Linked DNA regions of Mus musculus: regions 1 and 3 are each linked to region 2. The links are chromatin contacts, called in public promoter capture Hi-C maps. All regions are on one chromosome and are shown on one strand. The core of a region is the stretch at or near the end of the contact, and the rest is flanking DNA. Distances in the headings are between cores, read along the strand shown. Region 1 holds the start of Prph (peripherin). Region 2 holds the start of Lima1 (LIM domain and actin binding 1). Region 3 holds the start of C1ql4 (complement component 1, q subcomponent-like 4).

Region 1 (2,837 bases), core at 287-2,786, 820 kb after region 2:
AATTAATTAATTAATTAAAAAGCTCCCCTTTTTCTTGAACAGAAGGGGGTGCTAGGGAGTGCACCCCCTCTGAATTCTGAGACCTGAGCCCAAGTTGCCCTTAAGCCAGTTGTCAGGTTCAGGGTGTAGTTACCCCTATCGCCAACAGGTGGCGCATGGGTGGGAGTCAAAAACACCTGTAAAGGGTGGGGTTGTCATCACAACGCATCCCTGTTGTCTGCGCAGCTTCAGCGAGGTCTCTCCCAAGCCTTCCCAGACACCCCGACCACCCACCTCTTCGTGTAGCTTCTTGAGGAACTCAATTTCATCCATCAGAGACTCAATCTTGCGCTCCAGTTCTAGGCGGGACAGAGTGGCGTCGTCCACGTCCTTCGCGAACGGGAATAGGGGATCAATAGGAGGGCTCCTCAGGCCAGGGAAGGGCCAGGTCTTCCCTGTCTGTCTCGGAAGCACGGAGTGGCCTCCCTTAACCCACCGATGCCACCCTGGAGACGCAGCTGGGGGTGCAGCTGGGGTGTTGGGACTCGACGTGACCCCTCACTCACCTTACGGAAGAGCACCAGGTTGTGCTCCGCATCCTCCCGCTTGCGGGTTTCTTCTTCTAACCTGACAGGCAGAGTGGGAAGATGCTGAACTGCGGGGTGACCTCCCAGACCTCGTGCCACATCCAGCACCCCGCCCCCATCTGCTTATGCAGCTGTCCTGGATCTAAAAGGAGGGATTCAGTCTGCCCGTCTAACGGACTAGGAACAGAGAAGGGAGTCCCCTTAATGTCTGGTCACTTCCGCTAGGCTCTCGGAGCAAAGTGCAGGGAGGGGGCTGGCTTGGATGCTGCAGGCTCGCCCTGGGGTTGGCCAGCCCGGCCACGCCCTAGGGCTGTTGGATCTGGAGGGGAAGGCAGGGGGAGCGAAGGGAGCGTCTGGCAGGCCCGGTCCTGCCCTCTGACCTCTGCTTGAGCGCCGCTAGGTCCTCCGCCAGCCCGTCCCGCTCCACCTGCACCCGGTCGCGCTCCCGGCCCAGCAGCTCCAGTTCGCGCCGCAGCTCGCGCAGCTCCTGCTGGCAAAGCTGGTCGGCGCGCGCCGGCTCCTGGCCCCGCGCCTGGCTCAGCTCCCCGCGCAGGGCTGCGTTCTGCTGCTCCAAGAAGCGCACCTTCTCGATGAAGTTGGCGAAGCGGTCGTTGAGCTCCTGTAACTCTTGCTTCTCGTTGCTCCGAGTGGCCAGGAACTCTTGGTTGAGGGCCTCGGCCATGGAGAAATCGAGGCGCTCCGAGGGCAAGCGCAGTGCCCCCGCTCGAGGGGCACGGAAGCTGCCCAGCCGCGCCGAGGAGCTCGGGGACCCCGAGCCCAGCAGGCGGCTGCTGGAGAAGCGAGAGCTGGACGAGTAGGAGAAAGCCCCGGGGGACAGTGAGGGCGGCGGCCCAAAGGTCCGGCGGTACGAGGTGGAGCTGATGCTGGACCGCAGGCCCGACGAGTGATGATGGCTCATGCTGGCGGAAGATGGCATTCAGCGCTTGGCAGAACTAGGCCGGGTGGCAAGGAGCTGCAGACCGATGCGGGGCGGCTTTATAGCCCTGCGGTCTCCGGGGAGGGGGGGTGGGGGGCCACGACAGCTCCTCCCACTGGCCTGACTTCAGCCTTGGGCTGTGTGGGGAGGGGGATGCCCCACCCTGCAGAGAGAGGACACCACCCCTTCCCTCTCCTGGTTGCTGGCACCCTGCCTGCTTGATTCCCCCTTGTTGCTGGCTGAGATCCGGGATGTGATGGAGGTGGGCTAAGGTCTACCTTAGAGCATGCATCCAACGCTGGAGCCTAGAATGGGAGGACATGGCTTGACCTGGGGTGCCCTCTCAGAAGAGGGGGTAAAAATTAGGGAATATGAGGACCTGAGGAAAAGGGCAAGTTTTGAGCAATGAGAAGTGGGGTAGGTGGAGGGAGAGCTAACCTGGCCTAAGCCAGGGAATTCGTGCCTCCTCCTGTCTCCTGAAACTGGGGTTCTCCTTTCACCTGTTGTCAACTGCCCCCCATCATTGGCCACAACCGAGGGCTGAGGCAGAGGGAGCTGGGGAAGAGCTTATCTCTGCCTACTCCCCAGGGCACGGTAAAGGGCTGGTGATTGGCGCCAGCTCTGCAGCTAATGGACTGACCAGCTCTCCCACCCCCACCCCCGCCCTTGGACCAGCAGAAGTTGCATGGTGATGTTTCCATCTTAAAGACACAGCCCCCAAACTCGGACGTAACACCCACCCCAACAAGAGTGGGCACCTCACAGGGTGCTGAGGATGTCGGGGTTCCAAGGGTCTGTGCCATGAAAGGGCCTGTGAGGTGCCCACTCTTGTTGGGGCTGAGTGGGCCTGTGGTACACTTTCAGCCTTTACTGGATTGGTGCCCCCTCCACACCATCTGCTGGGCAGTCACGGGCCTTACGGGAACCAGAGGAATTCCTGAAGTAGGAAGGGGAGGGGGGTGGGGGATAGCAGCTGCCAGGGCTGAAAGACATATAGACTAGTAGGCACCAGTCTCCAGTGCAGAGGAGATGCAGGTACCCAGACATGGTGCAGATAAAGGGAGATGAGATGGGAGAGATACCCAGCCACTACAGCCTGTTAGAGAGAGAAGTCCTCCGACAGGTCCACAGATAACTTGCCCAATACTCACTGAGCCAGCTTTGTAGAGGCTACAAATATGCATGTGTGCACAGACATGACAGGAATACACAGCTACACCCCTTAACAGCGCCCCCACACCCCAGTTAGCAGAAAGGCTGGTGTCTGACCTTTGTGTGACACACTACTTCCAGAATGCAGCACAGGCAGTCCCAGGAGTGGACAGAGGCCGTCT
Region 2 (2,700 bases), core at 77-2,576:
TTTTAATCTTCGAATAAAGTTAATTTGCTTCTTTAGTACATTTATCCAGAAATCAGTCTAGGTTAGATTTTTGAATGATATTCTATCCTTGGTGAATGGCTCAATTCCTTAAAACTTGTTCATCAACAGCTTTTTGTAGGTTTCTTGTTTTGTTCCTTTTGGGTTATTCTCACTCTGTAACACTGGACATCCAGGGACTCAAGGCAACCATCCTACCTCAGTTGCCAGGATAAAGGCCACATGTCCTGTGCCCTTTGCCAGTGACTGCTTTAGGAGTTGAACAAATCTTTCTACCACTGGCCCTTATGATACTAATCAACACTCACATGAAAAGCCTCAGAATTCCTTTCGTTTGGTATGTCACTAGACCTCAGGAAAGGATACTATCAAAAGGCTTCGTGCAGAGAGGAATGGTGGTGGAGCCAAGAATCTGAGGGCTGGATGGCCACATGCTATGTCTCCTCATGATCTATTCAGACCCTCACATTCCTAGTGCAGAAACAGAAACAGGTCTTGCAGACACTGTTGAGAAGTGCAAGCCCACTCTAGGGTGTGTGCTACTACCCTTCTCTTAGAGCCTCTTTTAAAAAAGACTTTTATTTAATCTTATTAGTATGTATATGTGTGTGAGTGTGTGATGTGTGTGCAGTTCCTCACGGACGCCAGAAAATGGTATCAGGTTCCCCAGGTGCTGGAGTTACGGGCAGTTTTGTGAGCCAACAGCTCAAAGATCACTTCAGCTACACTGTGAGTTCCAGGCTAATCTCAGCTACATGTGATGACCCTCCTCTGTCTCAAAAGAAAATGAAGGAAAACCACCCGTTGTTGAAAAAAACAAAAAACCAAAAACCAAACAAACAAAACCCATAGCTCTTGGAGAACTTGGACACCACCTACTCTTATCTAATCCTATCCTTTCCTGAGGAAACTCAGGTCCACTGAGGTGAAGTGATCCAATGTAGTCTGAGCCAGGCCTCTTTGGCAGCTCTTTGCAGCACAGGGCATGGCCTCTCTTAAAATACCTTTCCACAGAACTTACCCCGACAGCACCAGGAACTTCCCTGAAGTTGCACTTAGACCAGATTTCTGGGTGAGTCTCAGATCAAACTGCTGCAATCTCTAGTCAGAGAGAGATAGGGTGAGCCAGAAAGGGGACACGACCAAGTTGGAGGCTGACACAGGAGCCACGCCTCCTGCAACACCACCGCTACTAGGGCGACGCTCCGGTCACGAGTTGAACACGCCGCCGGGAGCGAGCACGTTCGCTCCAAGGCCGCGCGGGAGGCGGGAGACGGGCGCGCCTCCGCGGCAGGGGGCGGGGCTCTGAGCGGGGCCGGGGCGGGGCCGCGGAGCTGAAGGTGCTGCAGCCCAGTTGCGACAGGTGCGCTGGGCAGACAGAGCGCAGGACCGTGGCCGTGCAGCGCCGAGCCCCGACGGCTTTCTAGTCAGGTAAGCGCTTCCTCTCGCCTCGCCCTCCGCAGCCTGCATGCGCGCGGAGACCCTGCTGAGCCCCGCACTCTCCCCGCGTATTTTGAGGCGGTGGGTAGCAGGAGCAGGAGGCTCACCCCTTGGGGTCCACGTTGGAGGAGCCTCCCATGCTCCGCCCTCCCTTCTGGGAAGTCCAAGGGACTGAGACTTCGCTGCCTGGGCCCCTGGTCTCGCACGGGATGGAGGGAAAGTGGCATTTCATCAAAAGTTAAAACACCCTCTTAGGGAGGTAATCCTGCCACTCTTTCCTTCTTCCACGCGGCCGTTCCTTTTCCAATTTTTCTCCCGTCCATTCCTCCAGATGAACTCTGGTTAAGACTTAACATCCTTCCGAACAGTTCCTACTTGCTGTGTCCTTCCCAAATCGCTATGGTGTACTTGAGCTGGGATCCACTGCTCACTCGCATCCGTAGGTGTTAATATTAGGTAACTGTACACCCCTGGCCACACACACTGGAGCTCGAAGTCGTGGGTGCTAGGAGCGAACCATCTGGCACCCGTCCTAGCCTTCTTATTGGTGCTCACAACAATGAGTTTAGCTGATCCTGGTGAGAGATACTGATCTGCTATTGTCTTGCAACTAATTCCAGCTCTCAAAAATCTGCCTAATCCAAATGGTTCTGTTGACTTTGCAAGTTAGCCGAAGACTGTGAGGTTATGTTTTTAAGACGTTGACCTTTGGAGGGCAGATCATCCTTGGCACGGAAGTGGGTGAGTGGGCTACTTTGTATCTACATAGTTACTGGTACAAATACCTAGTCCAGTTAGTCTATGGACGACCAAGTGTGATCATGTTTAGACAGCCTTCAAAAAGCTATAGAGTTAGCAGGAAAGAACAACTCCTCCTCAGTCGTTGTCTTCTCCTCCTCCTCTCCCTCCTTTTTCTTCTTCTCTTCCTCTTTCTGCTTCTTCAGAGAATCCCTGACTAGCCTTGAGCTGGCTATCTAGCTTTGGCTGCCTGAAATATGGCTGCCTCTGCATCTTGAATGTTAGGATTAAAGGTGTGCTCCACTGTCCCTGACCTTCAATATATATATATATATATATATATATATATATATATATATATATATATATATATATATATATATATATATATATATATATATATATATATATTTTAAAAATTACCATTTGTGTGATGTGTGTGCATGAATACCAGCCATCGTGCTATGGTAGGCTTGTGGAGGTCAGAGGGCAGCTTATAGGAGT
Region 3 (2,902 bases), core at 229-2,728, 790 kb after region 2:
GTCTCTCTGCAGCGCGCCATTTACATTTCTCTCTCGATCTGTCAACCTGTCTGGGCTCCCTTCTCTCTCTCTCTGTCTCTGTCTCTCCCTCTCCCGCTCTGGGGCCGTCTGTCAGTCTCTTTTCGAAGCTTTGTCTCTCTGTCTCTGTTTCTGTCTCTGATTTCTCGGCTGTCCGTTTCCTGCTCATTCCCTAGTTTCTCTCTCTCTCTCTCTCTCTCTCTCTCCTTTCATTTCTCTCTGCTGCTTCTGCTGCTATGTGCTATGAGACACCCCCCCCCCCAAATTCATAGAGGCCAGGGTGGGAATGACAGATTTGCCTTTTCCCAGACTGGTCAACAAGTACCGATTGAGCCCTTTGCCATGTTCTGTATTTGGTTGGGGGCACCGAGGGACGTGTGATGGCGAATTGCTATTTATTTCTGTTTTCTGTTTGTTATATATGAGTCCCCCTTGCCCCTTGTTTAGCTCTGCATTCCCCCTCTGAGGTTTTATACGTATATTGTAGCCTGACCCCTGTTTACCCCATCACTGTGTTTATCTTCCTTTAAGCGCTGAGAATACCAAACTCCAGCTACAGGGTGAAAGTGAGGATACATACGGTGAGGGCTGAGAATCGCTGCAGAGCCCTGGGAGCAGGCAGGGAACCTGGAGGCCCGGGGCTCGGCGGAGAGGTGGGGGGAGATGGCGCGGCCTGCCCCGCCCCCGTGCTTCCCGCTCTGGGCGCCAGGGGTCGCTCCGCCTGCGGCCGCTTATAGTGGCTCCTGCCGCGCAGCGACTCACACCACCCGCACTGCTGCCAGGGAGGAAGGTTAGGGACGCAGAGAGGGAGAGCGCTTGCTGGAGAGGGACGCCTGGCTAGGGCTCTGATGAGGGCTGCGGCCACCGCGGCCGTAGGAGGCAGGTAGTGCTTTCCACGAGCTAGAGTGCAAAATCTCTGACGAGGTCGCGTCCAGAGAGAGCCCCCCACCTCACCTCCCGCGCCAGCTCAGAGCCTGGGACGTCGGGAGAGCGGGGAGAGGTCCCCGGTCTAGCCGGGAGAAATCAGCGAGGGGAGCCCGGGACCAGGCACAGCTGTCCGCAAGAAAGCAACTGTCTGGAGAGGTGGCATCTTAGACCTGTGAGAAACCAGCCGTCCAAGAAGCTGCAGGTTTCAGGCGCCCTGAATCATTAGAACTGCACCCGAGGGTAATATCAGACTGTAGGTTCTGAACCCTCAAGGGCTGTCCTTGGCCCAGCTCACGGGGAGATCGCCACCCTGACAGGCGGTTTGGGGAACAGCACTGCTGTCACAGAAGGAATTCGCCGCGGCAAGGTGGTCCGGCACAGCCGTCGGGAGATCCAGACCGGGGCCCGAGCCCGCGGAGAGCCCCGGGCCCCCGCCACCATTGCGCCCAAAAGTGAGGAGGATTTGCTGGCCCTGGCCGCGTCACGGCTGAGCCGCCGCAAGCGGGTGGCGGGCGCAGCCGTCGGGGTGGCCATGGTGCTGCTGCTGCTGGTAGCCATCCCGCTACTGGTGCACAGCTCTCGCGGACCAACACACTATGAGATGCTAGGTCGCTGTCGCATGGTGTGTGACCCCCACGCATCCCGAGGCCAAGGCCCCGACGGCGCGCCCGCCTCGGTGCCTTCCTTACCTCCAGGTGCCAAGGGAGAGGTGGGGCGGCGAGGGAAGGCAGGCCTGCGGGGGCCACCAGGACCCCCAGGTCCCAGAGGGCCCCCTGGAGAGCCAGGCAGGCCAGGACCCCCAGGTCCTCCTGGCCCAGGCCCTGGAGGGGCAGCGCCCCCTGCCGGCTATGTACCCCGAATTGCCTTCTACGCGGGTCTAAGGCGGCCTCACGAGGGTTATGAAGTGTTGCGCTTTGACGACGTGGTGACCAACGTGGGCAACGCTTACGAGGCAGCCAGCGGCAAGTTCACCTGCCCCATGCCAGGAGTCTATTTCTTCGCTTACCATGTGCTCATGCGAGGCGGTGACGGTACCAGCATGTGGGCCGATCTGATGAAGAACGGACAGGTGAGGTTGCCCCTCTACTTAGCCCCAGATCCTGCTAATGACTTCCTAAAACTCCCCGCGCTCAGCTCACAATCCAGCTTCTCCCCTGAAACACTATCAGGGTATCCAAGACTGGCAAGGTTACCAAACTTCTAATGTCACTCAATTTAGTCAAAGAGGAGGAATTGGGGGGGGGGGCGTCTGGAAAAGAAAATCACCTGACAGGACAGTAGGCTGAGGTCAGAGCTAGAACTCAGGACTCAAAGGCCCCAACCTCCACGCTCCAACCTCCGACTGTAGCCTGCCAAATCAAATGTCCGTGGCACCTTCCCCAGCCCATAGCTTCTTCTTTCTTTCTTCCTTGAGCTGCCCTCTCTATTGGGGTGGTCTTCCCAGTCAGTGGGTTTCCTGGCCCTGGCATGGAACAAGCTATTAGAGAACCTGGTTTCAGGGAATGGAATGGGATCTCTTGTTTTGGGTAGTGGCAGTCTCCCCCCAGGGGAAGTCATTCAGCTTGAATTTTCAAAGAGAAGTGAAAGGGGGTGGAGGGGAGAAAACACTAACTGGCCTCTCTACTAGATCTTATTTGTTTATCCCCAGGACCTGGAGCCAAACCTAGACCAAGCTTTCCTCCCAGTTAATACTGATTGTGTAGGCAGATGTGGACAAGGGTCTCTGGCTCCAGGGGCTATATAAGTGGTGGGGTAAACCAGATTGGATTTGGAAAAGCTAGGAGACAATGGACAGGAAGAAGGGAGGCCTGGTCTTTGGGGCCTAAGCCCACCCTGGGAACCTCTCAGATTCCTCTAGGTGTTGCCCCAGTGGGGAGTCAAAAAGCATTGCCACCTAAGATTTGAGGGGATAGCACCCCCAAAGACCCACATATTTGAACAAGCAAGATGCCATAGG

Evidence for each region. Promoter capture Hi-C pulls out the DNA fragments that hold promoters and counts their contacts.
Region 1: a promoter capture Hi-C map of hippocampal neurons shows a contact between it and region 2, with 5 times the contacts expected there. The contact joins the promoter of Prph here to the promoter of Lima1 in region 2. A contact is called at or near these places in 1 of 39 promoter capture datasets (hippocampal neurons) and 1 of 115 datasets of contacts at active chromatin or transcription factors (extraembryonic endoderm stem cells).
Region 3: a contact with region 2 is called in a promoter capture Hi-C map of pre-B cells, with 3 times the contacts expected there. The contact joins the promoter of C1ql4 here to the promoter of Lima1 in region 2. A contact is called at or near these places in 3 of 39 promoter capture datasets (the C10 cell line, cranial neural crest and pre-B cells).

The regions. Positions count from the first base shown.
Region 1 is chr15:99,053,873-99,056,709 of GRCm38.p6, reverse strand. It overlaps Prph (peripherin), which reads right to left and starts at 1,536. Exons shown (of 8, transcript NM_013639.2): 1 at 947-1,536; 2 at 546-606; 3 at 274-369. The coding sequence starts at 1,503.
Region 2 is chr15:99,874,082-99,876,781 of GRCm38.p6, reverse strand. It overlaps Lima1 (LIM domain and actin binding 1), which reads left to right and starts at 1,326. Exons shown (of 11, transcript NM_001113545.1): 1 at 1,326-1,449.
Region 3 is chr15:99,086,304-99,089,205 of GRCm38.p6, reverse strand. C1ql4 (complement component 1, q subcomponent-like 4) reads left to right here and starts at 1,478. Exons shown (of 2, transcript NM_001024702.1): 1 at 1,478-2,014. The coding sequence starts at 1,478.